Regions from separate parts of the Mus musculus genome. Here regions 2, 3, 4, 5 and 6 are each linked to region 1. The links are chromatin contacts, called in public ChIA-PET, HiCAR-type, HiChIP or PLAC-seq and promoter capture Hi-C maps. All regions are on one chromosome and are shown on one strand. The core of a region is the stretch at or near the end of the contact, and the rest is flanking DNA. Distances in the headings are between cores, read along the strand shown. Region 1 holds the start of Nfu1 (NFU1 iron-sulfur cluster scaffold). Region 2 overlaps 1600020E01Rik (RIKEN cDNA 1600020E01 gene). Region 3 holds the start of Pcbp1 (poly(rC) binding protein 1). Region 4 holds the start of Gkn3 (gastrokine 3). Region 5 overlaps Antxr1 (anthrax toxin receptor 1). Region 6 holds the start of Snrnp27 (small nuclear ribonucleoprotein 27 (U4/U6.U5)).

What was found. Promoter capture Hi-C pulls out the DNA fragments that hold promoters and counts their contacts. ChIA-PET counts read pairs in DNA pulled down with a chosen protein or histone mark. HiCAR-type assays count read pairs that join an accessible place to other places. HiChIP or PLAC-seq counts read pairs in DNA pulled down with a chosen protein or histone mark.
Region 2: a contact with region 1 is called in an RNA polymerase II ChIA-PET map of memory CD8 T cells, with 12 read pairs. The contact joins the enhancer-like site here to the promoter of Nfu1 in region 1. A contact is called at or near these places in 1 of 484 Hi-C or Micro-C datasets (pro-B cells), 2 of 115 datasets of contacts at active chromatin or transcription factors (memory CD8 T cells and pro-B cells) and 1 of 9 other capture datasets (pancreatic islet).
Region 3: a contact with region 1 is called in a FOXA1 HiChIP or PLAC-seq map of pancreatic cancer cells. The contact joins the promoter of Pcbp1 here to the promoter of Nfu1 in region 1. A contact is called at or near these places in 3 of 39 promoter capture datasets (liver, pre-B cells and stem cell-derived epiblast-like cells), 1 of 484 Hi-C or Micro-C datasets (embryonic stem cells), 3 of 115 datasets of contacts at active chromatin or transcription factors (cardiomyocytes, memory CD8 T cells and pancreatic cancer cells) and 2 of 9 other capture datasets (adipose tissue and pancreatic islet).
Region 4: a FOXA1 HiChIP or PLAC-seq map of pancreatic cancer cells shows a contact between it and region 1. The contact joins the promoter of Gkn3 here to the promoter of Nfu1 in region 1. A contact is called at or near these places in 11 of 39 promoter capture datasets (the 3T3-L1 cell line, 3T3-L1-derived adipocytes, the C10 cell line and 6 more), 2 of 115 datasets of contacts at active chromatin or transcription factors (astrocytes and pancreatic cancer cells) and 3 of 9 other capture datasets (adipose tissue, macrophages and pancreatic islet).
Region 5: a contact with region 1 is called in a promoter capture Hi-C map of pre-B cells, with 4 times the contacts expected there. The contact joins the enhancer-like site here to the promoter of Nfu1 in region 1. A contact is called at or near these places in 5 of 39 promoter capture datasets (the C10 cell line, the HPC-7 cell line, cranial neural crest and 2 more), 2 of 484 Hi-C or Micro-C datasets (neural progenitor cells and uterus), 5 of 115 datasets of contacts at active chromatin or transcription factors (astrocytes, embryonic stem cells, memory CD8 T cells and 1 more) and 2 of 9 other capture datasets (adipose tissue and pancreatic islet).
Region 6: a contact with region 1 is called in a HiCAR-type map of embryonic stem cells, with 2.9 times the contacts expected there. The contact joins the promoter of Snrnp27 here to the promoter of Nfu1 in region 1. A contact is called at or near these places in 4 of 39 promoter capture datasets (embryonic stem cells, hippocampal neurons, liver and 1 more), 5 of 115 datasets of contacts at active chromatin or transcription factors (the 230-238 cell line, astrocytes, embryonic forebrain and 2 more) and 4 of 9 other capture datasets (adipose tissue, embryonic stem cells, liver and 1 more).

The regions. Positions count from the first base shown.
Region 1 is chr6:87,008,128-87,012,824 of GRCm38.p6, forward strand. It overlaps Nfu1 (NFU1 iron-sulfur cluster scaffold), which reads left to right and starts at 1,709. Exons shown (of 8, transcript NM_020045.3): 1 at 1,709-1,832. The coding sequence starts at 1,774.
Region 2 is chr6:86,546,110-86,551,197 of GRCm38.p6, forward strand. The region is part of intron 3 of 1600020E01Rik (RIKEN cDNA 1600020E01 gene); the gene reads left to right. Among named protein-coding and RNA genes, the nearest start is that of Gm38676, 20 kb to the left of the region's middle. Within about 2 kb of position 2,047, at least 143 of the 459 cell types and tissues checked have an H3K27ac peak or open chromatin away from gene starts, as enhancers often do. A contact at or near this core is called in memory CD8 T cells and pancreatic islet, where this site is marked.
Region 3 is chr6:86,524,901-86,530,022 of GRCm38.p6, forward strand. It overlaps Pcbp1 (poly(rC) binding protein 1), which reads right to left and starts at 1,289. Exons shown (of 1, transcript NM_011865.4): 1 at 1-1,289. The coding sequence starts at 1,015. It overlaps 1600020E01Rik (RIKEN cDNA 1600020E01 gene), which reads left to right and starts at 2,430. Exons shown (of 5, transcript NR_037960.1): 1 at 2,430-2,533; 2 at 2,991-3,074. It overlaps Gm38676 (a long non-coding RNA gene), which reads left to right and starts at 3,864. Exons shown (of 2, transcript XR_869219.1): 1 at 3,864-4,506.
Region 4 is chr6:87,386,082-87,391,122 of GRCm38.p6, forward strand. It overlaps Gkn3 (gastrokine 3), which reads right to left and starts at 2,854. Exons shown (of 6, transcript NM_026860.1): 1 at 2,713-2,854; 2 at 1,282-1,335; 3 at 970-1,104. The coding sequence starts at 2,754.
Region 5 is chr6:87,320,620-87,325,570 of GRCm38.p6, forward strand. The region is part of intron 1 of Antxr1 (anthrax toxin receptor 1); the gene reads right to left. It overlaps Gm34090 (a long non-coding RNA gene), which reads right to left. Exons shown (of 2, transcript XR_001785289.1): 2 at 2,448-4,951. Among named protein-coding and RNA genes, the nearest start is that of Gm34090, 8.9 kb to the right of the region's middle. Within about 2 kb of position 2,177, at least 10 of the 459 cell types and tissues checked have an H3K27ac peak or open chromatin away from gene starts, as enhancers often do. A contact at or near this core is called in adipose tissue, where this site is marked.
Region 6 is chr6:86,682,111-86,686,977 of GRCm38.p6, forward strand. Snrnp27 (small nuclear ribonucleoprotein 27 (U4/U6.U5)) reads right to left here and starts at 2,381. Exons shown (of 6, transcript NM_025665.2): 1 at 2,337-2,381; 2 at 746-866. The coding sequence starts at 2,370.

The DNA of each region.
Region 1 (4,697 bases), core at 459-2,958:
AACATTCCACTAACAGCCAAACAATATGCAGAGAATGACAGACCTTGAAACACTCAGCCCTAAGTAGGACCTCTCCATCAACTCTCTCAGGCAACCTGCAAAGCTGAAAGGGTGTAAGAGGCAGAGGAGATGGAGAACACCAAGAAAACAGGCAGGCTTGGCATCAGATGGGGTCAGCCCTAGAGCTGAAAGAAGAAGCAGGCATCTGTCTCCGTTCCTGAGCCATCTCAAGTTGATTACCCCTTGCAAATGAAAATCTAGATTTCTCCATGGGAATCTCACCGTGGGGGACAAACTATTCCTTTTATTTATTTATTTTATGTATGTGAGTACACTGTAGCTGTACAGATGGTTGTGAGCCTTCATGTGGTTGCTGAGAATTGAATTTTTAGTATCTCTGCTCCATCCGGTCGGCCCACTCGTTCCGGTCAACTCTGCTCACTCAGTCCCTGCTTGCTCCGACCCAAACGTTTACTTATTATTCTACATAAGTACAGTGTAGCTGACTTCAGATGCACCAGAAGAGGGCTTCAGATCTCATTACAGGTGGTTGTGAGCCACCACGTGGTTGCTGGGAATTGAACTCAGGACCTTGGGAAGAGCAGTCAGTGCGCTTACCCATGGAGCCATCTCGCCGTGGAGGACAAACTATTCCTAAGTGTAGGCCACGTGTCCAGCTGTAGAATGGTCAACAAAGAACCAGCTCACTGGCATCTTTGAAGGTCCCTGGTCACATAATGTTAAGCTAGGACTTTGGGTTTGTATATTTATTTAATTACACATTTTTGTTTACATTACATTGTTTTTGTTTTTTATTTTATGTATACATATATTTTACAATTTTTCTCTCTTTCCCTTTCTTCATCCCTCCCTCCCCGCTTTGCCCTGTAGGTCCCTTTTCATATATATTATGGCTTCCAGTGTTGTCGATAGCCCTGGGGCTAATTATATTTTATGTTAATTCCGTTTTCCTGTGTGTGGTTTTGAACAAGGAATGAGTCAGCGCTCAGGTGATTTCCTGTAAACCTGCTTCCCACCTTAATTTGTAAAATAAAGGAGAGCTGATGATTGGGCAGATAAAAGGGAAGGTGGAATGGAAGGTGGAGAAAGAAGAAGGAGAAAATGGATGAAGGAGAGGACGCGGAGGAGGAGGAGGAAGAAGAAAAGCGGAGCAGAAGCACATGGCCTGGAGAAACTGCAAGCTCTAAGGGGTCTCATAGATGTGGAAGATGGTCGTGTAGCGGTAGATCTGTCCAAACTAGGTGCACATATGTATTCATATTAACTGTGTTGTGTTTTCATTGCTGAGGCATATTTGGATTGGAGATTTACCGCAACATTCCAGCTTTGTATTTTCACGGGACTCTTGCATATGTGAACAAGTGTGTCTCTGCACTTATATGCATTTCTTGAACTCTTTTCCTTGTTTGTTTTGTCCTATTCTGATGTGTTAGGTTTTGTTATATCATATATCATATATTCCCTTAGAAGCCTGTTTGTTTTCTAATGAGCGACAGAAAGGGGGTGAATTCGGAGGGGAAGTGTGGGGAAATTGGAGGAAATAGAGGGAAGGGAAACTGTAATCTGGATATATTATGTGAGGGAAAAAAATCTACTTTCAGTAAAAGGAGGGCGGAAAGGCCACCTGCAGCACCGCCCTCAACTTGTAAGGAACCGGCGTCCCCGGACCGCCCTCTCTGCAGGGCCTGAGTCTGCGTAGGACTTGGAGACAAGAAGGAGGCGGGTCCGCGCAAGCGCACTGGCACTGAAGTGATGGCGGCGGCCGAGCGGGCATGGGGAGCAGCGGTCGGTGTAGTCCGGCTGTGCAGGCGGTAGGTGTTGGCTCCCTGGCTAGCAGATCCCTGTCGCTGCCTTCTCACAGGCAGGAGCTGGCGTCTGAGGGACCCTTGTCCTGGCTCCAGAGCCCGAGGCCAGCCACCTTCCACGGATGTCCCTTGTAAATCCCACGGGAATGTGGCTCCGAAGGGAAGAGCGGTCCCGGGGTTGTGTCGTGTCCTGTCGTTCCCTTTCCAGGGAGATCACGGCTCGGAGAGAAGTGAGTGACTCGAGGAAGTCCACCGCCCAGGCTTGTGCGAGTGCGTCCTGTTCCTCTTCTAGAGCCACTCCCTCAGATATCTGTCAGACCCGAGTGTGACAACTATAGAAAGGGGCCTGACAGAATGCTGATGCCAACTTGAAGTTTCAAATGCATTTCATCAGGCTAGCATAGAATCCCTCATCATCTGTCATCCCAATACTTGAAAGGTGAAGGCAGGAAGACCAGGAGTTCAAGGCCAGGTTAGACTATTTATGAGACACCCTCCACCACCCCACCACCCCCGTTTTAAAACTCCTAAATGTATCTCATAAAAATAGCAGATTAACAGAAGGATTTTGTGGGTTACCCCCTGCCCACCTGTTTTCGATGACTCCCCTTCAGTTACTTTACTCAAGATCGGTTAGACTTCAAAACTTCCTGCCAGAGTATACTTCTGGTTTATCCACGCTTGCTGCTTTTTCCCAGGGTTGAAGGAATATTAGGGTGTTTCCAAATCCTGGAGTATCCACTCCATTCACTTAAAGAATAGTTACTAGTTACCACGTAGTGATAACAGCTACCATTTACTGAACGCTCACTGTGTGGCCTGGTGTGGCCCTTATTGCTAGGTGTTCCTTAGGGAGAGTGATCTACAATGCTCTGCACGCCTTTTGTTTCAAATGAGTGCGTCTAATAAGGATGCAGCACATAGTCCTAGCATAAGAGAGCAAGCAGCCAGAGGGCACAGCACCAAAGCAGGTACACCATCCAGCAGATCAGGCCGGGGGAAACCCCAGGATCCAAGACACTTACTGGGGACTCTGGTTGCCAAGGGTCTTCTCCTGGGTATGACATTTAATTAGCTATTTCTGTCATCGGCATTTTTTTTTTTTTCGATTCTCGAGACAGGGTTTCTCTGTGTAGCCCTGACTGTCCTGGAACTCACTCTGTAGACCAGGCTGGCCTCGAACTCAGTAATCCGCCTGCCTCTGCCTCCCGAGTGCTGAGATTAAAGGCGTGTGCCACCACGCCCTGCTTGTCATGGGCATTTTTATAACATGGAATTTGAACAGTAGCTGAGTCTTGTATTTTGGGAAGGTGCCCGGGAGTGACTTAGTTCCCAGCTGTGTTCAGGGGCTGGTTTTGCTCCTGTTCTGGTCTCCGATGTTTTTACTCTGTTCTGGTCTCCGGGGCATGATGTTTTTACTCTTGGACTGTTTTGCTCCTACAAAGGGTCTTGGAGGACAATTTTAAGTATTCACTTAAGGCAGGTGGATCTCTGTGTTCAAGGCCAGTCTGGTCTACACAGTGATACCCAGTCTCAAAATTAAAAAAAGAAAAAAACAAAAAAAAAGGGGGGGAACTCAAGTCAAGTCTTTTCAGATAATTTCCCTTTCTAGCCGGAGTTACTTTCCGAGCTCCATTCCTTTTTAATTGGATGAAGGTTTGAGAATAGCCAGTCAGTGCTCCTCTATCAGAGTGAAGTGAAGGTCCGACGCCTGGCTAATGCTCCCTCCCCAGCAAGTATAAAGAATGATGGCTGCTCTTGGCAATTGCATGTGTTCTATTAGACTTTAGACTTTGAATCGTTGGGATGAAGCGGGTGTCCTTTATCCTAACTATTTCAGTGGCGTTTCTGACTTTAAATTTTGGGACATCTGTACTTCATGAGATACCATGGGGATAGAAACTATGTCTAAACGCAGAACTCGTTTCTTCACGTGCACCTTACCCATCACGGAAATTGCATGCATTGTTTCTAGTGAACTTTGGAAGGCAGGCCCCTTACGTGGGGCCAGGTATGAGATGGGTTGAAGCTTAGAACATTTCAGGTTTTTGCTCAGGGATGCTCATTTTTTACCTCCCCCCCCCCCTTTCCCCAAAAGGGCTTTGCAAATGCTAGGCAAGCACTGTCCCATGAGCTGCACTCCCAGCCTTTCCCAGGACACAGGGGGCTACTTCTCTCCAGGTGACTGCTGTGAGACCGACAAGGAAAAGCTTTTTGCTGGATATGTGGTTTTTTTCTTAGCTGTTTTCAGCCATGTGACCATCCTACCTAATTTTTAAACCTTTAAAAGAAAAAGTAAGCCAGTGGTGGTGGCACAGGTCTTTGGTATCAGCACTAGGCAGGCAGAAGCAGGCAGATCTCTTGAGTTATCAAGCCAGCCTGGTCAGCAAGAGAGTTCCAGGAAAGCCAAGGCTACACAGAGAAACCCTGACTCAAAAAAAAAAAAAAACCAAAAAAAAAAAAAAAGAAAAAGGAGGGAGGGAGTGAGTACAAAGCCATCGTGTGGCTGAGGGTCTGGGGCTGCAGATTTCAATTCCTTTGTCAGTACATTTCAGATTCTGATACCCGGATGTTAGTGTGTACCTCCAGTTACCAACGAAATGGGTTTCCATGTGGTTTAACCAGTGTTTTTCTTTTATGCATATCAGTGTTTTGCCTGAATGTATGCGTACCACATGCATGCCTGATGCCCTTGAAACTGGAGTTGCAGACGATTATGAGCTACCATGAAGGTGCTGGGAGCCAAACCCAGACCCTCTACAAGAGCAGCAAGTGCCCTTAACTGCTGCCCCATCTCCCCCGGCCCTTTTCTTCTGTTTTTAATTGTATCATTTGCTGAAGTACAAATAATGTTGCAGATAGAAAATGAAA
Region 2 (5,088 bases), core at 797-3,296, 460 kb before region 1:
ACACTGTAGCTGTCTTCAGATACACCAAAAGACGGCATCTGAACTCATTACAGATGGTTGTGAGTCACCATGTGGTTGCTGGGATTTGAACTCAGGACTTCTGGAAGAGCGGTCAGTGCTCTTAACTGCTGAGCCATCTTTCCAGCCCCCAAAACTGTATTCCTAATTGTAACCTCTCCACCTCTCATTTCTTTCTCTCTCTGGCTGCAGACCACCATTTCATTCTTGCTGTTATGAGGTTATTGTTTCTTACTTCCATGTGTGGGGAGACTGTACAGTGCCTTTACTCTCATCCTAGCTTGTATCATTTAATGTAATGATCCCCTGTTGCAGTCATGCTCTTGCAAATGACAGATTTAAAACCTTTTTTTGGGGGGGTTTTGTTTTGTTTTGTTTTGAGACAGGGTTTCTCTGTATAGCCCTGGCTGTCCTGGAACTCACTCTGTAGACCAGGCTGGCCTCGAACTCAGAAATCCGCCTGCCTCTGCCTCCCGAGTGCTGGGATTAAAGGCGTGCGCCACCACGCCCGGCTAAAACCGTTTTTTTTTTTTTTTAATTGACTGAAAAGTATTCTGTAGTATAGTTTACATTTTCTTCCTTGTTCCCCCTCTGACTGTTCCACTTTCTTTCCTTTTCTCCTTTTAAAAACAATGTTGTTTCTTTCTCTTTGAGCTGGGGATAGGACCCAGGTCCTCATGGATGCTAGGTAAGCATTCCACCAGAGAGCCCTGGCTTGCAGTATGCAGTTGCTGTCAGTGCTGTAGTGAACATGGGCTATTGATGTCTTTTTCTTTGTGTGTGTCTATCTTTTGGTCTGCACAGAGTCTTCCTTATGTAATCTGACCTCAGAGCTTACATCTTTCTGCTTTAGCCTGCTAAGTATTGGGATTATCTGCATATCTCACCATACTTGGGCCCTGTGTGAGTAGTGTCTTCACCGCGTTCAGTATTCTTTACTATTGATCACAGTCTATAGAGTAGCTTTCTGGCGTCTGGGTTCCTAGTGATGCAGCATGTGCCAGTGGCCTAAACTGGCCCTTCCTCAGTCCTTTGTAAGCAGCAGCCTATTATGGCTAGGAGCTTGTGAATTTTATTTATGCCTTGAATTTTTTCATAGAGTGGTAAGGTATGCCTTAAAAAAAAACAGATTTATTTTATGTATGTAAATACACTGTCCCTGTCTTTCAACACACCAGAAGAGGGCATCAGATTCCATTACAGATGATTGTGAGCTGGGAATTGAACTCAGGACCTCTGGGGGAACAGTCAGTGCTCTTAACCACTGAGCCATCTCTTCAGCCCTGAGGTGTGCTTTTTTAAAAAGTAGCCTTGAATTAAGAACTTAAAACTTTTCTTGGTACAGATGTTTCCCAGTCTTCTTATGTTACGGGTGAGGAAACTGAAACTGAACCCAGAAAAGTGCAGTGACATGTCTTGAGTCACAGCTAGCCACAGTGGAACCTCAGGCATATAACCCAACTCCTGCTGAGCTGTCCTCTGGTATTGTCACTTCACAGCAAATGGTCACTAGGAATAAACTGAAAAGTTTTTACTGAGACAGGAATTTTGCCACCCATTAATGGGGAATCAGGAAGAGGTAGTAATAACTCTTTATACTCAAAATGTGGCCCATTTGAAGGATTCTGGATCCCTTTGCCCTGATGTCCCAGTTATTGGATCCTCCCTGTAATTCTCAAACTCAATAAATCCAGAAAGTTGCTTCAGCTTTGGAGAAAAGAGTTATTGAGTAGACTGGAGTGGGATAAGTGTGTTTATGCCCTGCTGTAAATAGTTGACAACCTAATCAGCTGCCAGAGCTTGGAGACAGACACTGTAAACCGTGTCTTATCAGTGGTCTAGTTTCTGTTTGCGTTCCAGCTGGGGACTCTTCTGATGGGAACCACCTGTTCCTGGTCTTTGCGCGCTTTGGATTTCCCCAGTCCTTCAGTCCTTTCAGTTTTGAAATGAAACCTGCTCTCCTGGCTAAGGTCAGGTCCAAGAGGACTTTGACAGTTCACACCGACTTGTTTTTTCTTAGAGCCAGCTGGTAAGTGAGCCTGTGGTTTGAGAAGTGGTAGTGAATCAGCTGTTGGGTAAGGACTGAGCAGTGTCATTGCTTTGGGTAACCAGGAAAACAACCAAGTATGTTTGCTCAGGAAGCTGAAAGTTAAGAGTGCAGTCGCCAGAGGGCTGCACAACCGCAGCCTTGCTTTCCAGAGGAGGACGTCTCCCACCCCCAACACCCTACCCCAGGTTTAGCTACTGTAGCCAGCCCAGACTCGCCTTGAATTCCTGATTTTCCTGCCTCAGCCTTTAGTATTAGGATTACAGGTGTATACCATCATGCTTTATTACAAAAAAGGTGTTTGGGGTTTTTTGTCTTTCTTTCTTTCTTTCTTTCTTTCTTTCTTTCTTTCTTTCTTTCTTTCTCTCTTTCTTTCTTTCTTCCCTTCCTTCGTTCCTTCGTTCGTTCGTTCCTTCCTTCCTTCCTTCCTTCCTTCCTTCCTTCCTTCCTTTCTTCCTTCCTTTCCTTCCTTCCTTTCTTTCCTTCCTTCCTTTCTTTCCTTTCTTTCCTCTGTAGCTGTCTTCAGACACACCAGAAGAGGGCATCTGATTTCATTACAGATGGTTGTGAGCCACCATGTGGTTGCTGGGAATTGAACTCAGAAACTCTGGAAAAGCAGTCAATGTTCTTAACCACTGAGCTATCTCTCCAGCTTCTTGTTTTTTTTTATTGTTTTTGAGACAGGGTTTCTCTGCAGACCAGGCTAGCCTCCAATTCACAGAGATCCACCTCCCTCCTGAGTGCTGGGATTAAAGGCATGTGCCACCATCACCTGGCTACTGCAAAAGGTTTTATCTCAGCTTCTTGTCTCCCCATAATACCTCCTCACCTCCTTTCTGTCTGAGTCTCTGGCCTCTCTCTGCTGCTTTGCTGTCCTTGCCCTTCACCATAAACGTCTCACCAGGACATAACTCTTCATTTAACTCTGTCTAGTGAGACTGGCTCACCCCATGACCTCACTAGGTTGCCCCAGGCTCATTTCTTAGCAGCATAGAACCATCCTCCCTTTAGGATTTCTGCTGGAACAATGGCAGCTGCTTTTGTTCTGCATGCTGGCATGTCTTCCTTTGTCTTCCACATTCAGTGGTCCCAGTTAAAGATCCAAGACAAGCCTGGGCACAGAGGTTCAGGAGAAAGTATGGCATTGGGAGGCTATGTTAATATGTTCAGATGTGGGCAGGTGCAAAGCCATATTTAACCATGAAGGCCATGTTGGGTGAGAGGGTAGCCTTGTTCCCTGGCTCATTCTCTTTGGGGACAGAGTGTAGCTCAGTGGTGAAGCACTTGATCCCTAGCACCACAAACACCAGGATGATTGGTAGTTAGTAATTTATATGGAATGTAGCAATTTCTGACTCCTTCTCTTATTCCTGTTCCCTGGAGAGAATGTGTCCTTGGAATGTGTAAACCCAGAAAACACTTAAAAGTTATTTTATGTCTTTAAAGTTTATCTCCACAAATGACATGTTATATACCATTCTGATACTTTGTCTCAAGAATGGGCCTTTAGCCACTATTGTGGAGTACATTTTTTTTAAAGATTTATTTATTTACTTAACATGAGTACACTGTGGCTGTCTTCAGACACACCAGAAGAGGGCATCAGATCTCAGTACAGATGGCTGTGAGCCACCATGTGGTTGCTGGGAATTGAACTCAGGACCCCTGGAAGAGAATTCAGGTGCTCTTAACCACTGAGCCATCTCTCCAGCCCTGTGGAGTACATTTTTTTGTCCAAGCACTCAGGAAGGTAGAGACAGGGAGATCTGTAAGTTCAAGGCCTGTCTGATCTATATCGTAGCAAGCTTCAGGTTAGACTCTGTCTCAAAAACAAAACGAAATAAAACAACAAAAATTGGGCCTTGGCAGTATCCCATGTTAGTAAATAGTCATTTCATTCTTTGTGGCCACTGTGTAGCATTTCATAAAATGGATAGTGCTGTGTTTTATTTAGCTACTTTCCTATTGAGAGACAAGAAAGTGTTTCTCTGTTCTAGATGATGCTCACTGTGATTTAAATGTTGGCTTTCTCTTCTGAGTTTATTGATCTCAGCCTTCAGCCAGCTTCAGTTACCACCTACACGTGGGTGATTTACAGTCTCCAGTTGTTCACAGGGAGAACTTAATGGTGGTTATTGTGTCTCTCTGTCTCTCTCTGTTTCTCTTTCTGTCTCTGTCTCTGTCTCTGTCTCTCTCTCTCTGTTTTCAGTGCTGGGGATTGAATTTAGGTGCTCACACATGCTAGGCAAGTGCTCTATCGCTGAACTGCATCACCAGCCCAGGTATCTTGCATTCATAGTAAGCACAGTGCGCTCCTTCTCTGGTACCCCATCCTCTGATATGGAAGCCCAGCAGCAACTAGACATGCTGTCTTCCCCTTCCTGGTCTGATCACTAGGCACGCACTGGAACTGACCTTCAGTAGTCTAGACATTTGCCTTCTTTGTTGCCCCTGCCTTATGCCTTGGTTTTCTAATTCCTTAGGTTAAATGCTGTTTAAAATGCTTATAGTGGTCAGGGAGCACTGAGTGATGTGTGCTGGTGCAGTCACCTCTAGTTGGCTCCGTCTGTGCATCCAGTCTTCTTTTGTTTTCAGACAGGGTCTCACTGTGCAGTCCTGGCTGGCCCTGGACTTCCTAAGTAGATTAGGCCACAGAGATTTGCTTGTCTCTACTTTCCACATGCTGGGATTAGAGAGTTGTGTGCTATTGTGTTGTCTGGATTTTTCTTTGTTACTTTTTAGAAAAAAGGTTGTCCTGTCCATTCTGTCCCTTTTGCTGTACCCATGGTGACTGCATCAGCCTGAGAAGACTGTGATGTTACGTCTCTGCTTGAGATGTTAGGGGACTGGAGATGGCTCAGCAGTTAAGAGCTTTGGCTGTGGCTTGGGAGAAAACAAGGCTTGAAGAGGAGCAGGCGAGGCTGAGTCAGTGACTCCAGAGTAAGTGCTGAGCCCTAGAGGATTCTGAGGGAGTCAGAGCTGCTTATTCGCCGCTTGGGACAGGCAGAGAGTCTGACGTGACA
Region 3 (5,122 bases), core at 39-2,538, 480 kb before region 1:
CCAGGCTAATACTGGCAGCCGAGCCAGTAATAGTGACCTGCCTTCCAGAAGAGCCTTCCACCGGGTTGGCAATTTTGATCTGGGCCCCGGACATCTGGCGGATCTCATTGATGTTGGCGCCTTGGCGCCCGATTATGCAGCCGATTAAGTTATTTGGAATGGTGAGTTCATGGGTGGTTTGAGTAGATGCATCCAAACTTGCCCAATAGCCTTTCACCTCTGGAGAGCTGGAGTCAATTCCGGCGAATCCCGTCCCGCCGTGCATCATGGCAAAGTGAGACTGTTGTCTTGCCACCTGGTTCAGCTTGGCCAGATCCAGCGGAGAAATGGTGTGTTGTCCTTGAATCGAGTAGGCGTCTAGAGGTGGTCCCTCCAGGTCGTGGGTGGCGTGGGGGTAGCCCGCCGCGTCGCTGCAGCGATCTTGGCCGCCCGCGCAGATGACTGGCGAGCTGGCCGGCATGGGCTGGTACGGGATGGTCATGACTCTCCCCTGTGGAGACTGGGAGAGCGTCTCCAGCATGACCAGGCAGATCTGCTTCACACACTCGGTGACGGACTGCGGCACGCCGGCGATAGTGATAGCCCGCTCGGTCGAGTTGGGCAGCATATCCCCCGCCACCTGGACCTGGGCCCCGGTGCTCTCGCGGATCTCCTTGATCTTGCAGCCGCCCTTGCCGATCAGGGAGCCACACTGGGTGGCGGGCACGACCAGCCGAAGTGTGACCGGGGGCCTGCTGGCCGCCGTACTGTTGGTCATGGAGCTGTTGATATCTTCCTCCAGCTTGTCGATGATCATGGCGAAGGCCTTAAAGATGGCATTGGTAGGCCCAGTCAGCGTGATGATCCTCTCCGGGCAGTTCCCCTCCGAGATGTTGATCCGCGCGCCGCTCTCCTCGCGGATCCTCTTCACCGACTCCCCTTTCTTCCCGATGATGCTGCCTACTTCCTTTCCGTGCATCAGCAGCCGAATGGTGAGAGTCACGTTGAGTCCGCTTTCAGTCACACCGGCGTCCATGGCGAGCGGCGGGCGGCGTTCGGGAGTTGGGCTCGTTACGTGGTCAAGTCCTGGGCGGCTGGCGGGGGAGGGGAGGAGTAGGCCCGAACTGCCGGCGCGAGGCGAGCGGGGGGCCGCAGGAGCGGGCGGGCGCGGGCGGGAGGCCGCGGCGGCGTCGCAGGACTGGCGGCGGCGGCGACGGGGGCGAGCGGGACCGGGAGCGGTCGACGGGCGGGTGGGCGAGGGCGCGGCGGTGGCGACTCCGGCGGCAGCCTCGGCGGTCTGGGCGGGGCGGGAAGCCCGCTTTCAACCCCGCGTACCCTCTGACCCCGGAAGTGCTTTCCGCGCAGGACCCCTAGGAGAAAAAAAAGAGGACCGGCTTTTTTAGGTCACAAGACTGCGCCAGCGCGCGCGACCCTTGAGAAAAATAACCCGGTGGCACCGCCGTCGGGTTGAAAACGGACAACGTGGGCAAAACTGGGGACCCGGCAGAGATTGAGAGGGAGCACGTGTTTTGTTAACCCTAGCGGCTCCGGCAGGGGACTGGGAAAATATACTGGTTTTGTGCCGGGGACAGATAATTGTTTCCCGGTCCGCCCAAGGATTCGATGGCGGAGCGATACAGGCATCGGCGGAGGCCGCTGCAGGCGGGAGCTAGGCCGCCGCGGGTCGAAAACGTGCGCGGGAGGGGACCAGGGCGCATGCGCGGCAGCGAGGGGGGGCGCGAGCGGCCCGCGTTGGCTTCCGTGGGGGGAGGGGCGGCGAGGCGAGGCGCGGCCCGGCGGCTGTGCACGCGCTCTGCTGGGCACGTGGGGCCCCTTCGTCCCCGGCGTCCGGGCGCCTGGTCCCAGCCCCCACCTTGGCCTCCGTCCGGCGGCTGCGTCCGCGACGCAGAGAGACTCGAGCGAGAGTCACCCGCCCCGGCGAGTGCCGCTCGGGCTAGTGGCGTTAGGAACGGGGGCCGCTGGAATGGCGTCCACTTACATAATGCTTTGTTTGCACTTGGTCGGCTCCGGTTAGGGAAGCCCTCGGAGGCGCTACCTCCTGCCCTCGTGTTTTATGTCCCACGATAGTTCCCGAGACCTTAGAGGAGCGGTGCGCACTGACGGCGTGCCGGCATGGCCCCCCGCATGTCCGCGCTGGCTCGCCCGCCGCCTGGACCACGCTTTCGGGAGGCGGCCAAGCCTGGGCGCCGCCGCCATCTTGGGAGGTCGCCCTGACCGAGGCCTCCCGCCGGGAAATGGCCCTCGAGACGCTGGAGAGCGCCTTGTGCTTTCTTTGCCGGCTCCTCGTGCCGCCGCCATAGTCAGCCTGGAGGAGGTCGTGTGAAGGAACGTGTTGTTTAATACTTGGCCGAAAGGACCAGCGTGGCGTTCCTCACCCCACCGCCACCCCACCCCCGAGCGGGGAGGGCTGGCGGCCATGTTTCCCAACAAAATGGCGACACGTGTCGCCATCGAAAAATTGGGCCGGGTCTGAAAGCTCTAGAATGTGCCTTTCATCAGTCTCAGAATTTCCCATAGGATGAAACAGCAAGAGGTGCTTTTGGAAGAAAGTTAATTCCCTTGGTGGGCAGGAGAATAAATAAAATGCAGGCCTGACACGGGATTTTTAAAAAACTGAGTAATGGCAGGCAGGTGTGTGCCTGTGTGTGTGCGTGCGCGCGTGTGTGCACAGTATGTAACCAAGTACCCAAGCATCTAGAAAAAATTTCTAGTTTTTTTCTAGATGTTGTACAGGTGGTGCTGTAACTGATTTAAGATTGTTATGCCTAATAAGCCATAGAATGGCAATGTCTCACTATTCAACTGTCCAGTGATCCTAAAGTTCACAGTTATGTCCACTTTTCCACCTTTACAGTCAAGAGGAACAGATTGTGGGTGTGGGTGTGCCACAGCAGATTCCATTCTAAACATTTTATCCCATGCAATATATATTTTTTTTAATTGAAAATTCCATGAAGTGGGTATTTATTTCTCTTTCTTTTCCCCAACAGAGCAAGACAATCCCAGAGAGATGAATGAAGTGAATGACCCAAGGTTACACAGGATGGAACCTATATCTTCTGATTTCTCTACTGGTGAGCACCTTTTGCAGATTTTTTTATTTGAATCAGAGTTTTAGAATTTAATTTTGCTGAGCTGGTTATCAGACATAGGATCTCTAACTTTTTAGCCAAGCTGTCTACCACTACGCCACAGTTTTGTGTGTGTGGTTTTTTTTTTTCAGTGCAGAGGCACTGAGCTCTGGATCCTCCTGTCTCACTTCACAAACACTGGAATGACAGGATGTGCCACCACTGGCATGTTGAGGGCATGGTAGGAAACACCTTTAATCCCATCACTGGGGAAACAGAAACAGGTAGATCTTTGAGAATTTGAGGCCAGCTGGGGCTACAAAGTGATACCCTGTTTCAAAAAAAAAAAGAGAAAGAAAAGAACTGACTTGTGTGAACTTGTCATTTCTAAAGGAGCCACTCAGAACCCCCCCCCCCCCCCCCCCCCCCCCCGCCCCGCACCTGTTTGTATGTTCCGTGCCTTCACTTATTCCTGGTGTTAGTGACATTTGTTTAGGCTCAAATATTATTTTACAAAGCCTCTGGATGAGGACAGGAAGAGGATGTGATTCAGGCTTGCCCAAAAGTTCAGTATCTGTTCATCTGGCCTCATCTGAGGCCCATTTCCCTCCACCTGGCTCCAAGGGAGCAAGCGAGCAGTTCCCTAGAGACTTGCTTTCCTCAGTTGCTTGTGGATGGATTTCTGGTTTCTCCATCCCAGTCCTTTAAGCAGATAAAATAAGTTACTTTACCTGGTTCCAATCATCTATTTCTCTTTAAATATTGACAGAGCATGGAGGAATATTAGATAAATCATAACTTGTGACTCCTCAAACCATGCGGCCTTCACTATTCAGTGTATTCAATTAAGTTCAATGTAGGTCATAAATCAGCTTTTTTCGTAAAAGCAGCACAGATGCATGTGGTATGGAATTATAATTACAGAGAGGTTATAACCTTCATTTAAATTTGTTAAATACTCATGGAAATGAGTGTATAGTTAGGTATGTTTAAATTTATTAAACTCACCTGGTCTAGAAGGTGAGGGTACTTCTCAGGAATAGACTCAAGCTCCCAATTAGGTCAGCTATTTCTACCCATAATTCCTAAAATCATGTACTGAAGTCTGCAAATAGCTATTTATTAGGCTCACATTTAAAAATTAGGTTGGGTTTTTGTTGTCTTGTTTTAAGACAGGGTATCGCCATGTAGCCCTGGCTAGCCTGGAACTTCTTTTGCAGACCAGGCTGGCTTTGAACTCCGAGCGATTCATCTGTCTGTCTCTGCCTCTCCAAAGTTCTGGGAATAAAGATGTGTAGCACCACACATGGCAAGCAAAAGAAGACTTGGGGGTTTTTTTGTTGTTGTTGTTTTTCAAGAAAGAGTTTCTCTGTGTAACAGCCCTGGGGCTGTCTTGGAACTTAGTCTATAGACCAGGCTCAGCTTGTACTCCGATGTAGGTAGTGGATAGCGCAACAAACATGTACTGGAGTGGCTGTGGCTGTGTGGGTGTCGGAGAGAAGAGCTTTTTGATTGAAATTACATTTAGATCACATGTCAAACTTTTCTTTTTTCTTATATATTTTTAAAATTTTTGTCTTTTTTATTTTTTGGATTTTTTTTTTTTAAGATTTATTTATTTATTATATGTAAGTACACTGTAGCTGTCTTCAGACGCACCAGAAGAGGGCATCAGATCTCATTACGGGTGGTTGCTGGGATTTGAACTTTGGACCTTCGGAAGAGCAGTTGGGTGCTCTTACCCACTGAGCCATCTCACCAGCCCTGTTTGTTTGTTTTTGAGACAGGGTTTCTCTGTGTAGCACTGGCTGTCCTGGAACTAACTCACTTTGTAGACCAGGCTGGCCTCGAACTCAGAAATCTGCCTGTCTCTGCCTTCCAAGTTTTTGTCTTGTTTTGTTTTGTTCTTGTTTTTGTCTTTTGAGACAGGGTTTCTCTGTATAGCCTTGGCTTATTTATTTTATGTATGTGAGTGCACAGTAGCTGTCTTCAGACACATCAGAAGAGGGCATCAGATCCCATTACAGATGGGTGTGAGTCACAATGTGGTT
Region 4 (5,041 bases), core at 1,604-4,103, 380 kb after region 1:
TTGGATCATAGCTGCAGTTTGCTGCTGCCGGGTCTGACAGAGCCCCAGGTACAGCTGCAAGAAACTCAGCCTCTAGATCAGTCGTTTTCAACACACTGGCTCTGACCCTTTGGGGGTCAAATGACCTTTTTCACAGAGGCTGAATATCAGATGTTCACATTATAATTCATAACAGCATGAAAATTACAGTTATGAAGAAACAATGAAATAATTTTATGGTTGCGGGTCACTGCAACATGAGGAACCATATTGAAGCATCACACTAATGGGAAAGTTGAGAACCTGGGCTCTAGCAGTAATTCTGCCTTCCTTGCGCCACCTAGTGGCCTACTGTGGAATGTTTCCCTGAGGAATTTTTTTTTTTTACTTGGCTTCTCATAGCATCCATTAGAGGCAATCTGTAGTCCGGGAGGATTCAGGGAATCTCCTTGGGAAGTTAAGAGTCAGGGAGGTGAAGAGAGAGAAGGCGTTAGGGGAAGATAACCTAGCGGACGCGGGGAGAGTGGAGAGGACACCTTGTGTCTATTCTGAGTCTTCCAGTGTGCTGGAGAGAATGTGACAGAGTGAGGAGGACCTGGGTGGCAAAGGGCTGAGTGGGGAGGCTGGGTGGTGACTTCGTTCCATCCTTTAAAGTCCCACTAGGTAGGAGAGGCAGCTGCTGGAGTTGTTTTGCAGATTTGGCAACCGAGGCACGCTAAACAGAAAAATATTCTCCGCGGTCACAGAAGATTTTATTAAAGAGTTCGGCTAAGTCACAGGGTTACTCTTCCTGGTTATGTGTCATCCTAAGGGGCCTCGTTACTGAAGGAGGTGGTGATTCATAGCCGCATTCCTTTAGAAGTCAACATTAGAAGACAAACCAACTTCTATAGCACACCCCAGTCCCTGAGGAAGACAGTGAAAAGGCTTCCATTTGGAGCAGACCTAAGAGCTCTCTTGTCCTTGTAATAAGTGCGTTTCACATCTTACGTTCTTGTAGTCCATGACTCCATCCCATTCACTCTGAACGCTGTTGTCTCGGATGCTGACCACACCTCTGAGGGCATCGACATGGATGGTCTGGGTCCCCACAGAGCCATCCAGAGGATAACTGTCGCTAGTGTTCTAGAAGGAGCAATCAACAATGAGTAAAGCCAGTGGCCCCAAGTGTCTATCTGCTCATCCTGTGCAGGGTTAAGGGGGAATCCATGAGAAACTACAGGAATAATACCCCTGGGTATTATCTTTGAAATGTTTCTGCTAAAAGACATAGGTAGACTGGACCCTCTCCACCATACTCACCGTCAGCGCCAGAGCTGGAACTAGAAAGACAGTCACAAGAATGGAAGGCGCAATCTGAAATGGAACAAAGGTCACTGTGCTTAGTCCTTGGCCTCTGATGAGCTTAGACTCCAGGGCTGCCTTGCTGGGGTCCACAGCTTTCACCTCCCTCCATCCCTGCAGAGTTCCCAGGTGTGTCAGGACACTATAGCTTACTGTGTTCACACAGGGTGTGCCTGCTGCTCAGGAGGCAAGGTTTTGTCAGTCACTCAAGGACACTCCTATGTGGCTTCTACTGTCAATCACTGGGATAGATTTAGCCAACCTGACAGGGTAGGATCAGCCTGGACCACTATAGCTCAGGCCTCCCACTCTTCCTTTTTGTGCTACCTCTCTACTTCCAGGGCTGGGCACATCCTCTACTCCAGCTCTTGATCCAAACCCCAAATCTCACAGTCAGCCCTATTCCGCCTCTGCCCACCCTCCATCCCCCCTGGAAACTGACACCCTCCAGGCTTCCTTTCCTCTGAATTCTCTTACCTTGCCTAAGAAGAAAGCTACTCACTGTTATTTGCATACTATTTTGGGGGAAATTATGTTAGAATGTACCTAGGCCTTAAAATATTTAAGTTGTTCAGTTCCTCTATGTGGTGTGCTCTGCCCATCAAGGGAGTTTTCTGCAGCAGACATTAATAAAAGAATAGGGGGCTGGGTTAAGCTAGCCATAGTTTCTTGTGTACTTGAGGCTGGCCCAGCTCAAGTGCACCCATCATGACAAGTGGGACTGGCAGGGTCCTCCCTTCTCTTAACATCCATGAAAAGTCGGCATCTGGCTTCAGTAACAAACGGGGCCCCTGAAAGTCAAAGGAAGCGGCTATTCTACAGTGTTATCATCACCACAGTGCAGTGCAGCGCAGCTGCCATAGACACAGAGCTGCAGAGGGTGAAGCTGCTTTAGTGAAAGCTGGATGTGGTCGTGCCTGCCTTGAATGCCAGCACCCAGGAGACTTAGATGGAGGATTTGGAAAGTCTGAGACAAGCCACAGCGAGTCAAAGTAGCCTGGACTACAGAATGAGGCCTTGTCTTAAAAAAGCCAGAGGGACAAAAAGCACTCTATCCCAGCTGGCCCCACATGCATCTAAGCTATTCCCCACTGGCAATTTGTAAATACGGAAAACCACTGCAGACAAGACTCCAGCATATGAGTATCTACCTGGCCTCCAAAGAGTCTTGACTTTTAAGAAATTAGTTATTGATTCCATTAGAGGACACCCTTCCTTCAGATTCTCCAAAACAGAAGTGCCAACAGAAGATTGCACACCCAATCATCGTTTGAAAATTCTGCCTGGGTTGATTTGAACAGTTCCTGGGGCAGGGAGGATCCAGACCTCCTTGGCTGGTCTGACTGGGATATATATATGCTCCACATTCAAAGTTAAAGATGTACTCACAAGGCGTCTCATGTTGTCTCTCTCCAGCGAATGCAACGGCATGCATAATACAATTTTCTATGATCCGTTCATTTCCCAAGTCTAGTTTATATAGACTTCAGCCTCTCAGGTCTCACTATGATAAGGGGCTCAGGGACTGGTTATCTACGATCCAGAAACCATTAGGGGGAAAGCTAGTTATGTAATTACGGTTATCATTTCCTTTTACTAGATCCGAGTGTTTTTCTTTCTCTCAATAGCTCGGCAGGTTCCAAGGCAAACACTGGATAAGAATAGGTCTTTGTGGCTCGTGTACTCCTGACCCCAGAGCCACTGTGTAAGGACTTATAAGCTGCTGATACAAAATCAAGGGGATCACACTTGAACTTCTTGATTTCTGAAAAGTATTCTTTTCCTAACAGTGAGAGCGGGTCGAAGAAACCTCATAAAACCCAAGAGACAAACTGATTTACAAGATTATTGATTGGCAAACAGTCTTGTCCCTTCCTCATCCAAACACAGATCACACAGTTTGCTCTGCACCCTCTGCCTCCACCAACTTCATCTCTATTCATTTCTTCAATGCCCTCTCTGTCTGACGTAGCTCAGGTCCCAGTGAACTCTCTGATGCTTGGTCCCACTAATGTGGATTTTCTGGTTTGCCTCTTCATTTCAGGGTAGTTTTTCTACCAAATCAAACCAAACCAAACCAAACAAAACCTTTGACTTGCTGCAGAACTACTGAGACATGAGGAACTCTGACCCTCACACAGTAGCACCAATTCAAGGGCTTTCACACACTTGTTTTTTCAAGCTCTGATTGGTGGCGCCCCAGACGTCTGGATGAAATTCAATTCCCTAGAGTCAGACATTTCTTTCAAGAGGAGGATTACAGAGATGACCCTGGGCATCAACGTGATCAGAGCAAGGAAGGCAGGCAGGCAGCTCAGCCCTGACTGGGCTCGGTGCAATTTGGCTATGGGAAGAGCAAATAGCTAGGCTTTGGAAACTGCCAGGTCACTCAGGGTTGAGATAACACCATAATCCCATCTGCAGTGTTCCTGATACTTTATAAAAAACAACACACGGCCCACATACTCAGCCACCACTGTGTCAGCAAAACAGATTACAGAAGATTACAAGGAAATATAACTACATGTGTTTATATGTGCCTTATAAATAGAACTTATAGGCCAATACCACAGTCATGATTTCAGCTTTGTAGTGCCAGTGGTGTGGGTTGGGAGGAACTGCGCTGTTAACCATTTTGCAAATGAAGACAGATTAATGGTGCCAATCACATTCAACTCCTACCTCTGCACTAGCCAGTACTATGACTGCACAGCTAAAATGTGAGTTCGAATTTCTGGACTTCAAAGGATCAAACTGTATGTATTTCCTTCCAACCACAATGTCCTTTAGAGTTAATTTATATTCAGCTGCAGATCAAAAAGGGCAAAGGTTCTAATTCTATGCCACCACCCAAGGTCTTCTGTGTTTAAGGGTTACTGTGTGAACAACTAATTTCGTTGGAGTCTCTCTTCAAGTGGGGAGCAGAAGCCATTCAATGGGCAGCTAGGTACCCCTCCTCTTATGCTAAGGAGCAGAGAAACCAAACTACAGGCAGCTATGTCCTAGAGGGAGAACCAGCAGGTGATCCCAAATGAGCTTCCATTCTGGAAAGATCTATGAGAGGACACCTAGCTAGGGCTCCAGACAGGAAGGAGACTCCAGTCCGTAAAGAGATGCAGAGAAATGGCCTCAGGGAATCAGAAAGCCTTGCAGAGGCAGCAACCCCTGCCCTTCACCAGTATCCATCACGAGGGGGCTCTAGCAGTCATTCAACTTTCTCCTCGGATGTTCAGTGAGACCAGTCTGGGGTTTCACTCCCTACTAAATGGAGTCTCTGTTGACTGATGAAAAGAAGCTATGATATTTTTAACAATAAAAGACCTCAGGCAACTGGAGTTAAAATAAGAGCATTGGACTGCTACTTTAAATAATGGTGGTTCAGCTGGTGACTAAATAATCTATCCACATTCAGTTTTGCAAAGGCCACTAACCATGTGTCAGGAGGAGTGGCCAAATCTGTTCAACCTTGGCCTCTTACTGAGCAACACGTTCACTGAGATGACGTTTAGAAAGTACCTCCTTTTGAGTTTACATATGATTTTTCAACATGCCTCAAGCTCTTCTGGTCCTCAGTATGACTTGGCTACTGCTGCCCCTTGCCTCTGCCTTCAGACACTTTCTAGTCTATCACATACACTGAGCACATCTGGCCTTCCGTCTTGCCCATGGGCCGCCCTGGCTTTGCTGACTAGGCCCCCTGTTCATGACTGGACACCCT
Region 5 (4,951 bases), core at 927-3,426, 310 kb after region 1:
ATTCATTTAGACAGAAGCAGCCGATCTCTCTTTAGCTCAGGGAAATCATCTTCTGTCGTATTTATTTACTTATTTTTGTGCCCTTCATAAATGTTTCCTCTTCCTAGAAATTTATCTCTCTCTCTCTCTCTCTCTCTCTCTCTCTCTCTCTCTCTCTCTCTCTCTCACACACACACACACACACACACACACACACACACAGTGGGTGCACTGTTAGCAGTCTAAGCTTCTCCCTCACATTTTTAGTCTCTGAATACTTCCTGTTCTTGGAAGAGTTTCTCCAGCTTTCTTTAGATGAGCTGACCCTACTTTGGGCGCTTCTCAGCAATGTGGGCATTATTTCCAAGGACTTTAATATTTAGCGGGGTATAAGCTTCTCACTGGAAGACTTCACATTTTCTTTCTCATAGACGGTTCTTGTTTGTCAGTGCAGTTATCGACTGGACATTGAAAATATCAGCGAGACGCTTGTTTCCTTAAAAGGTTTCAGCAGCTGTGCTGTTACTTATTGTTTAGTTTGTTAGTTGGGTCTGGCTGTTTGCGTCTGGCTGTACAGCCCAGACGGGCCTAGAATTCTCCATCCTCCTGGCACAGCCTTCTGAGAGCTACAATCACAGCTATACACCCCACCACCAGAAACACTCCTTTTACGCAACAAACATCACAGTTTAAATGTTTCTGTAAATCTTGATTCATGCTTTGGATGATTTTCATTAAAAACAACAACAATAACAACAACAACAAGGAACCACTCCCCTTTCTAGAACAATCTGTAGCTATCTGAAAATGCTTTGATGTTTTCTTCAGTTACAAGTGACAGCAACAAAATGGTTTTATCCATTATAAAAGATGCATTTTAGCAATCACATTTTTTGCACTGAATGTTTCAAAGCCCTTGTAGGTAGCATGTGTTTTCTTTCTTCTTCTTCTTTTTTTTTGTCTTGAAAATTAATTTCTAACTAGAAAAAAAGTCTAGGTATTAGATTCATCCAATAAATATTGAGTTTTGATTCTTAGTTGAGGGACCTATCCAATCCATATTTTCAGGCTTTCTTTAAGTAGAAGAGTTGTCTTCTAGTGTCTTTAAATGACCTGTCCAGGCTGCACATCAGCACTGAGGAGCATGTGGCGCTCTGGGTGACCATTGCTGTCACCCTTAGCATCTTCCCCTAACTGCATCTATCTTCTTTTGGAACTATGACTTCCCACCACGCCTTTACAGTGTCACTGTCTACATGGCCAACTCTGCCTCTCACTACTTCCTGAGTGCCTCTAACTACTGCCTTGCTTTATACTTTATCGTCCTAGGTCCCTTGCTTTCCACTTCATATTTTACCTCCCGTTTCACAAGTTCTTGTTTTATTTTCTTTGTCAGATGGAGCTAACCAACGTTCACTTCCTACTTTTGCCTCAGCGATTTTATTTAATCGCTTATCTTAAGGTGTCAAAAAAATCTTTAGGCCCCATCTTCATCCTTGAACAGGAAGTGTAGCTGAACTCCAAAGTAAAACAAACGACTGTACACCAGTTTGACTGTGTGTATCCTCTTAAGCTTTCAAGCTCCTCCAAGAAGTTAACACAGGGAATGTGATTGGTCTTGATGGGCTAATGTGAACAACGTCTGTCAGGCTAGGGAGAATTGAGGGTGGACTTGCCTCTTGACCTTCACTGTTGATACAAGAAAAAAATCCATCCTAGCAAGGTTTGTTGGTTGGTTCTGGACATATTCACACCACTCCTGCATTCTCTCTTGTTTTCTTGGTCTCTACCCAAGGCTCCCTCATGCTCTATCTGGCCTCCTTTTGGGACCCTATTGCAGCCACATAATCAAAGCCAAAAGCCTCGCATTTCCCTGGAGTCCATGCTGGATAGGACCATAGTCTTAAAGATGCCCGGGTTATTTCCCCTGTGGTATGTCTGCCCCCCGCTCTCCTGCACAGGTGCTCTGCGCAGGGATAGCACAATGAGGCATGTAGCCTCCAAGGGAGTCTTGTCCAACCAGGTCCCATTCTTCACTACTTCTTACTTCAAATTTATTTCCTGCTTTGTTCAAGAAGCTCCTTGAAAGTATTTTTCTAATTTTTTTCCCTTAAACTTGGCAACAGGCTTGAAAACAGACCCTGGCTGACCTCTTTCACACTCCGCCCATCTGCCCTGTTTCTCCTATTAATTTCCTACTAGCTTTGTGTGTCACCATCCCTTGGCTGTGATGTAGGCTCTCTAGTCACCTCCCAAGACCTCTGGTGGGAGAATGGGGCACATCTCGGTGATGGCGAGACAGGGTGGGGTGAAGCTGTCTGTATTTGGCTTCCTTTCCTGAAGTCACAAGCTTTCTTCCCTTTCTCGAATTTCATTGAGTTCATCAGATCGATACCTTTTAGCTTTTGCTCTTATGATGCCCCCAGATAACACTTCTAAGAGCCATTCATGTCTTCCTTTCTTTTTTCTTTTTTTTTAAAGTATTACATTTGCTTCTCTGAGGGAGCACACATGTGCCACAGTGCAAGAGTGGAGATCAGCAGACAGCTTGCAGGAGCTGGTTCTACCCTACCACGAGTCCCAAGGAACAAAATCATTCTTAATGTTAGGCTGTCAGGCTGGACAATGAGCACCGCTGGATCTTCTCCCGGCCTTGATGCCTTTGTTTCTTTTTAAACATCTTCTCTGTCTTCATCTTCTCGAGCTTCTTTACAAAATATCATTCAGTCAGTCAGTCAGCCACACATACCTGGTCTGCTTTTTGGAATTGACAGGCTAATAACTAAGATTCCTCCTGTACTGAGTATTTACTAAGCAGCAGGCGCTGTGCTTGGGATTCACTGCCATTAAAGTTAGCACTCTGAGTGTGGCCAGCTCCGCTATCTCTGCCCTACTCAGTGATCTGTACATTTCCTGGACCATGATTTTGCTCCAAACCCTAAGACCTTAGCATTTAACCCCATGCTCATGATGGCTATGCAATACTGCCTCCCCATGGTGGGGTTAGGAAATGGACAATTGCAGTTCATGGTGAGGAACTTAACACAGTTGAGGATAGCAGAATTTCCATATATTGATATGGAAATAATGGAGTGGGGCTCCTGGGTAAGGCTTAAAATTGGGTCATTTAAAGGGCTGACTGTTGCCCACTTTAACAGAACAGAAGGTAGAAGATCAGTTACAGTTTGTCTTTAATCTGTTCTCTCTTTGATGACAGTTAACAATCACAATCACCCTAAAATTGAAAAGCCAAATGGAGCCAGTTTTGAGAGACAAAGAGGAAGCTATTAATTATACTAGGACAGCAAAAACCACACCAGGCCTCTCCTGGGCAAGCCAGGATGTTTGGTCACCTTGGTAACAAGGATCCCTAGCATCCCACAAGTGCTCAGTGATGTATCTCACTTTGCCCTGTTTGTTGTTTGACTGCTGGAGTGCTATGGCTCCAACTGGGATTGGCACACTCTCTTCTTAACTGCTTTCCAGCGTCATCTGTGAAGATGTACTTGTTTTTATGGGAGGGGTGACAGCAGATGGATCAAGATGCTGCTCATAAACTTTGCCATCCCTGGAGGCCCTTTGTACTCTAGTGGGGTTGTCCGCCAATGAGCACTGGAGGGCAATGGAAAAGATAAAGTGTGGGTAGAGAGGTTTCCTGACAAACACTAAGCATGCTTCCTTTCCATATATGTTCTGGACCACACCGCTGCTGTCAGAGGGCAGGATTTGTTTGGGCTTGAGAGACTCTAAACAAGAGAAAGATTTTTAAGTCAAGATGCAATGCAGAGGGGTGGAGGTTCTTAATTATTTGGGGGAGTGTATATGAAGCCCACAGCTAATGCCTTAAGATAAGTGGGCATGACTTAGGTGGAGATAGAGTGGATAACCGCTCCGCAGCTGAAGGGTGTGACTTAGCTGTGGAACCCACAGCCATTTCATTGTAAGGTTAAAAGGTATAGGATGTGGTAAGAAATGGAACCTGGGGACTACATGGTGACTACGGCAGTAAAAGTCCCTGGTATTTTACCAAAGCATTCACACTTGGTCATGAGAGAGCTTTACTCTGTTCAGAGTGTGTCTGAGAGGTGGGGCTTAGGGAAGTCAGTGTCAAGATTAGATGTGTGTCAAAAAACAAAACCCAAACCAAACCAAACCAAACCAAACCAAACCAACCAACTAACCAACCAACCAACCAACCAACAAACAGATTGACTTAGTGCTAGAGTTCCAAGAGACAGGTTAGATGAGGTACAAAAAGAGGTCAATTTGGGCAAGATTTCATTCTACTGGTAAAAATGGTGGAGACCTGAGCTAAGGTGATGGCCATGTGGAGAATGGGCAGACCTGGCTTATGAGACACATCACCCTCTGATACCAAAGGCACAGGAAGAGATGAGTTTCGAGGCAAATGTCCCAGATGATCACCCTTCACCTGACTCACCCCTCTGCTTCCCAGTGATACAGCCTTGTACCGCCCCTCTCCCCACTGCCCTGCCATGCCCAGACGAATATGAGTACCATTTCTTCTTTTCCTAGACAACTATTGACAGTCCCTCTGGATTGGACCTTGGCCATCTTCTTCTTCAAACTCCACCTCTTCCTGACATCTTAAGTCTTTATATTAGTATCTTTAGTCTTTATATTAACTATTATCTGCACCCACATCAATAGCTGCCCTTGGGCTAACAATATTCAAAGCTTTATTTTCAGCCCTAAGGCTCCAGGGAAGCCGCCTGCTCAGCGTCTCCACCCAAATGCCCTACATGTTCAGACTCTCCCCGTCCGTCCATGACAAGATTCTCTTGCTTTCTGAAACTTGCTTCTTCACACACAGCCTGCCAACTACTCAAGTCTTGCTCCTCAAAACAAAAAGTTTTCAGTTTCCCTTATTCTTTTGTCTCTACAAAAACAGGCAATCGATATATATATCCAATAGAGACATACACTGGCTGCCATGTTCTCAGAAACTCCC
Region 6 (4,867 bases), core at 1,131-3,630, 330 kb before region 1:
AAGGAATATTTTAAAAGAATAGTAGTAGGCCCAGTGAGATGGTCCCAGAGGTAAAATGCTGGACAACCTGAGCTGATTCCAAGGACCCATGCAGGACATGGGAGAAAAGTGACTCCCAAGTTATCCCTGACATTCACATGCACACCTGCACACTTTCAAATGCAACAGAAAATTTAAAAATGAACACACACACACACACACACTTCTAAATGCCTACTGATGTCTTTGAAGAGTTCGTCAGTCCCTGTGGGTCACCTGTTGCTGAGCACATACTTAAATTTCTTTACCAAATACCTTTCTAAGGGGATTTCATTCATCATTCCTGTTGCTCTTATAGACAATTCCCTAGGGCTAGAAGATTGGCTTAGAGGTTAAAAGCACTGGCTGCTCTTCCACAGGAAATGGGCTCTAGGACCTACAGCACAGCTCGCAACAGTCTGAAACTTGTTTCTGATGCACCAGGTACAGACATATATAAAGGCTAAACACCCACACACAGAAAATAAGACTAACATCTTTTAAAAGACTATGCTCTGATACACTGTAATTAAACTATTTGCCATGAGTAATGCTAGCTTTAGAATACTGTGTGATTAAACTCTGCCATTTCATAAAACCAGAGTCCCTTCTAAGTGATAAAGGCAAAGTCAAGGGCATCTCCTGGGCTCTTTGTTCTCCGCATCCTTGTAGACAAGTTTCTCAGTTTTTCTTTCTTTGTTTTGTTTAATTTTCTGTCTACACTCACCTGGAGCGTCTTCGGTGTGGAGATCTTGAGCGGCTCCTTCTGCGATCTCTCTCCCTGGACCTGGACCTTTCTCGGCGTCTTCTTTCTCGATCCCGAGATGTGGACCGGGACCGCCTACGTTCTAACAAACACAAAAATAGCAGAGCTAAAGGTTAATTTGAACACCTAGAGCTGTCATAATGAAGTATAATGCAAGCCACTACTAGTAGTCACAATGAACAGTTAAAAAAACAAAAAAGTCAGCTGAGCATGGTACTCAGGGAAGAGGCAGGCCCTTCTCAGTGAGTTCCAGGCCAGTCCACGAGCTCTAGAATAGGCACTGCTAAGTGACAGAGAAACCCTGTCTTAAAAAAACAAATGCTGGGCAGCGGTGGCACACGCCTTTAATCCCAGCACTTGGGAGGCAGAGGCAGGAGGATTTCTGAATTCAAGGCCAGCCTGATCTACAGAGTGAGCTCCAGGACAGCCAGGGCTACACAGAGAAACCCTGTCTTGAAAAACCTAAACAAACAAACAAACAAACCAAGAAGTAATTCTTGTGCATAGTGGCACACACCTGTAACACCAGGACTGGGGAAGTGGAGGCAGAAAAAGCAATCATTCAAGACCAACCCCTGTTATGGTAAGGCCCTGTTTGCCATGCATCTGTGAGGCACTAAGTTCAGTTCTCTTGATCTCTCTCTCTCTCTCTCACACACACACACCCCTACTAACATTTCAACACATAACATCACTTAAATTACTTTAAAGTCAAACAATGTGGTGTATTTTAAAATCACCCATATTTCGACCGTTTATACAATAGCCTAATATCCAATTAGATTATCTTTTCAGTCAGAATCGTATTTTTAAAACAAAGTTCTGTGTTTTCTGAAAGCATGGCTGTGTATGAGGCTATCCCCGCCCCCTTGTTTGCTCTACCATGTCTTGTACTAATTAGTAAACTGGCCAAAGTAAGGCATAATGCTACACAATAGGTATTTCCCAAAGGAAAACCAATCTATTGGACATTTACTGCACTTCGAAGGCTCAATTTGCTTGAGGCCCTGGTTGCCTAGTAAGATAATTGAGTATTAGTTGAAGGTGAGCCTTGTTCTAAACAACTAGAGACTAATTCTAATCCCTTAACATGGCTGAGGATACAGATATCCTCTGAGTTTCCCCAAAGTCCCACCTTACACGGCCTCAGTCCTATGCTCTCTGTCTTATGTACAGAAGACATTAGGATATGCGGTCTCAAATTCTAAACACTTCCAACTAAAGACCCAGGCAGGGCACCGACATTTAGAAAGCATCTGTGAGCCAAGGCAGGTTGAATGTTATGGAGGGTGACGTTAATTCTCACACCAATCCTTCACGGTAAAGTTACCTACGATGGTTACGGGGACTGGACAGAGAAAGGCAGGCTGACTTATGATGTATGCACGGTCCCCCAGGAGCTAAGCGAAGGGACTGTGGAACTCTAGTTCAGGGCAGGGCTGAGGAGAGCAGGTCCCGGCCTCGCCCCGTCCCGCACTCTCCCGGGCCTTCGAGGTTAAGGTCGTGGGTAGCACCTGACACCGTCCCTAGCCGTGAGACTTTCTGGACTCACCCCTACGCGGGGAGCGGCTACGACTTCGACCCATCGGAGTCCTCCTCCTCCTCCTCCGACCGCCCCGGAAACAACCCCACAACTTCCGGAGCAGCTGGAAGTTGATTTTTGCAGGCCGGCTGGAAACTAGCAGAGCGCGTGGCGAGGGTTCCGGCGGCTCCAGCAAACAGATGACTTAAGTCTTGCCCTGGAAGTCGCCCCAGGGCCTGAAGTTCCTGGAAGAACTGGGCGCTAATTCCGCTTCTTCAAGTTGAGATTTCTTTTTAAATCTTGTCGCGATTTACCCCTTTGTCCTGCTGGAGAACTCACCTGTGTATCGCTCCACCCAGCACAGTTCTCTCTTGTTTTCCCAGCGTTCCTCTACACGTATAAAATACATCACACCAATCCTTTCTTGTTGTGGTTTTTCGAGACAGGGTTTCTCTGTGTAGCTCTGGCTGTCCTGGAACTCTGTAGACCAGGCTGGCCTCGAACTCAGAGATCAGCCTACTTCTGCCTCCCAAGTGCTGGGATTGAAAGAGTGTCTTACAACGTCAGGCCACACGAATTCTAATCGGCATGAGCTGTTTTTGACTTTTGCATTTAATTCTTAAGTCAGCTTTATGTTGGCGCAAGTGACAGCACTGGGATTGCACCCTAAACTACTATGGCGGTTTGAGAGAGTTCGTTTTATTTTTGTATGTATGTGGGTGTCCCTTGTATTCCATGCAACTGGCCATTGAGAACCTGACAGTAGGCACTGAGAAAGTGAGCAGCAAACCCACTGCATTCTCCCATCTCTTCAGCCCCAACTACTGTTTTTTGTAAGTAAAAGGCTCCATCCTACTCCCGAAGGGAACCTCCCAAATGTTGCCGTAACCTTCAAAATGAAAGGCTTTATGAGCCGCGCGCTCGCGCACACACACAAGAACGCGGCTTCTTGCAGTAAAACATGTATACAGCGAGTGGGAAAGGCTGCAGCCTCTACTGATGGAACCAGTGCTCTTGCCAGCCTTTGACGGGCAACAGCTGAGGACAGGCTTCTAGAACAAAAACTTAGGAAGAGGCAGAAGAGGCTAGTTTTAGTTTGAAAACACTTGGTCCACTAGTCATCATGTTAAGGAAAAAAAAAAAAAGGTAAATAAATAGACTTTTGTACAGCCTCTTTTATACCTGATCCCAACTAAACTAGAATTTCCACCATGCGGCCTGACTTCCATATTTTTGAGATTATGTGTCAAGCCGTAGGAGAGCACTGGGAATCTCCTGTCACTTATAAGGAAGTTTTAGGGATAATCTTGGATAACCACTATGGACAGCTGAAGTCACTGTCCACAGTGCAAGAGGGGGATTTGAGGAAGCCAGAGCACTGTATTAGAGGTGTGAGAAGACAGCAAAGTGACATGGGGGCTATGGGTGATCAGAGACATATGCCCCCTTCTTCCCACCTCCCCTTGCCAGGCTTTGGATCTTAGGTAATGAAAACACTTAGCACAGCCTCTTCAAATTTTCAAAAGTGGCTGGAAAGTACGATGAAGTTAGTGTAACAGACATTTGTGAATGCCTGCTGAATGTTGGATCCTGCACAACTGCAGCACTGGGGTGAAGGAGGGATCATGTGGGCTCTGCCAAGAGGCTTGCCATCTTCATCATGGAAGCAGATGACAGGCTGTTTTCATATCATGGATAGTATCCAGTGTGTTAGAGAGGGATACAAGGCCACTGAGCCGAATTTGATCTTACAGGAGGGTTTCTGGGAATAATATTCCCGAGAGTTGAGATTACCTACTGTGCTATTGCACTGTGACATGAATACAACTTTGTTCACACACACAGAGGCACGTACAGGCATGGTGCCTAGCACTTTTACCTGCTTAGCCATTACACACACACATCAAACACACACAGATATCACACACACCACACCCCCACACACATATCACACACACACACACCATACACACACCTACCTACCTACCTACCTACCTACCTACCTACCTACCTACATACATACCTACCTACCTGTTGGCAATGCTTACTGAGAGAGTAAGGGTTTGTCTGTTTGCAACATTCATAACATGATGCTGTCCACATAGAAGACAATGAAAGGGTGCTTCCTTTATTACTTGAGGGCTCTTGTGCCAAGGAGTAACATGGGACACTATCTTGCCCCTAAGAGCCACCTTATTAATTCAGTGGAGCTCCTTCTGTGTGCATTTATTCCCCTCTGAGAACATGATTACACGTCAGCTTGTGAGAAAGCCCAACCTCTACGATCAACACAAGCCAGGCAAGAGGTCAAATGCTTTCCATCCTGCACTCTAGAGGCAGTAACAAGTGGGCTTCTGCATCCTCCAGACCAGCCTGTCTACATACCAATGTGAGGCCAGCTAGAAGATACATAGTGAGATCTTGTTTCAAACACATGCACACCAAGTTTAGAATCAAATATGTGCATGGATACCTGTTAACATGCTAACATTTTTTAAAAAGATCATACACACACACACACACACACACACACACACACACACACACACACCAGAGAGAGA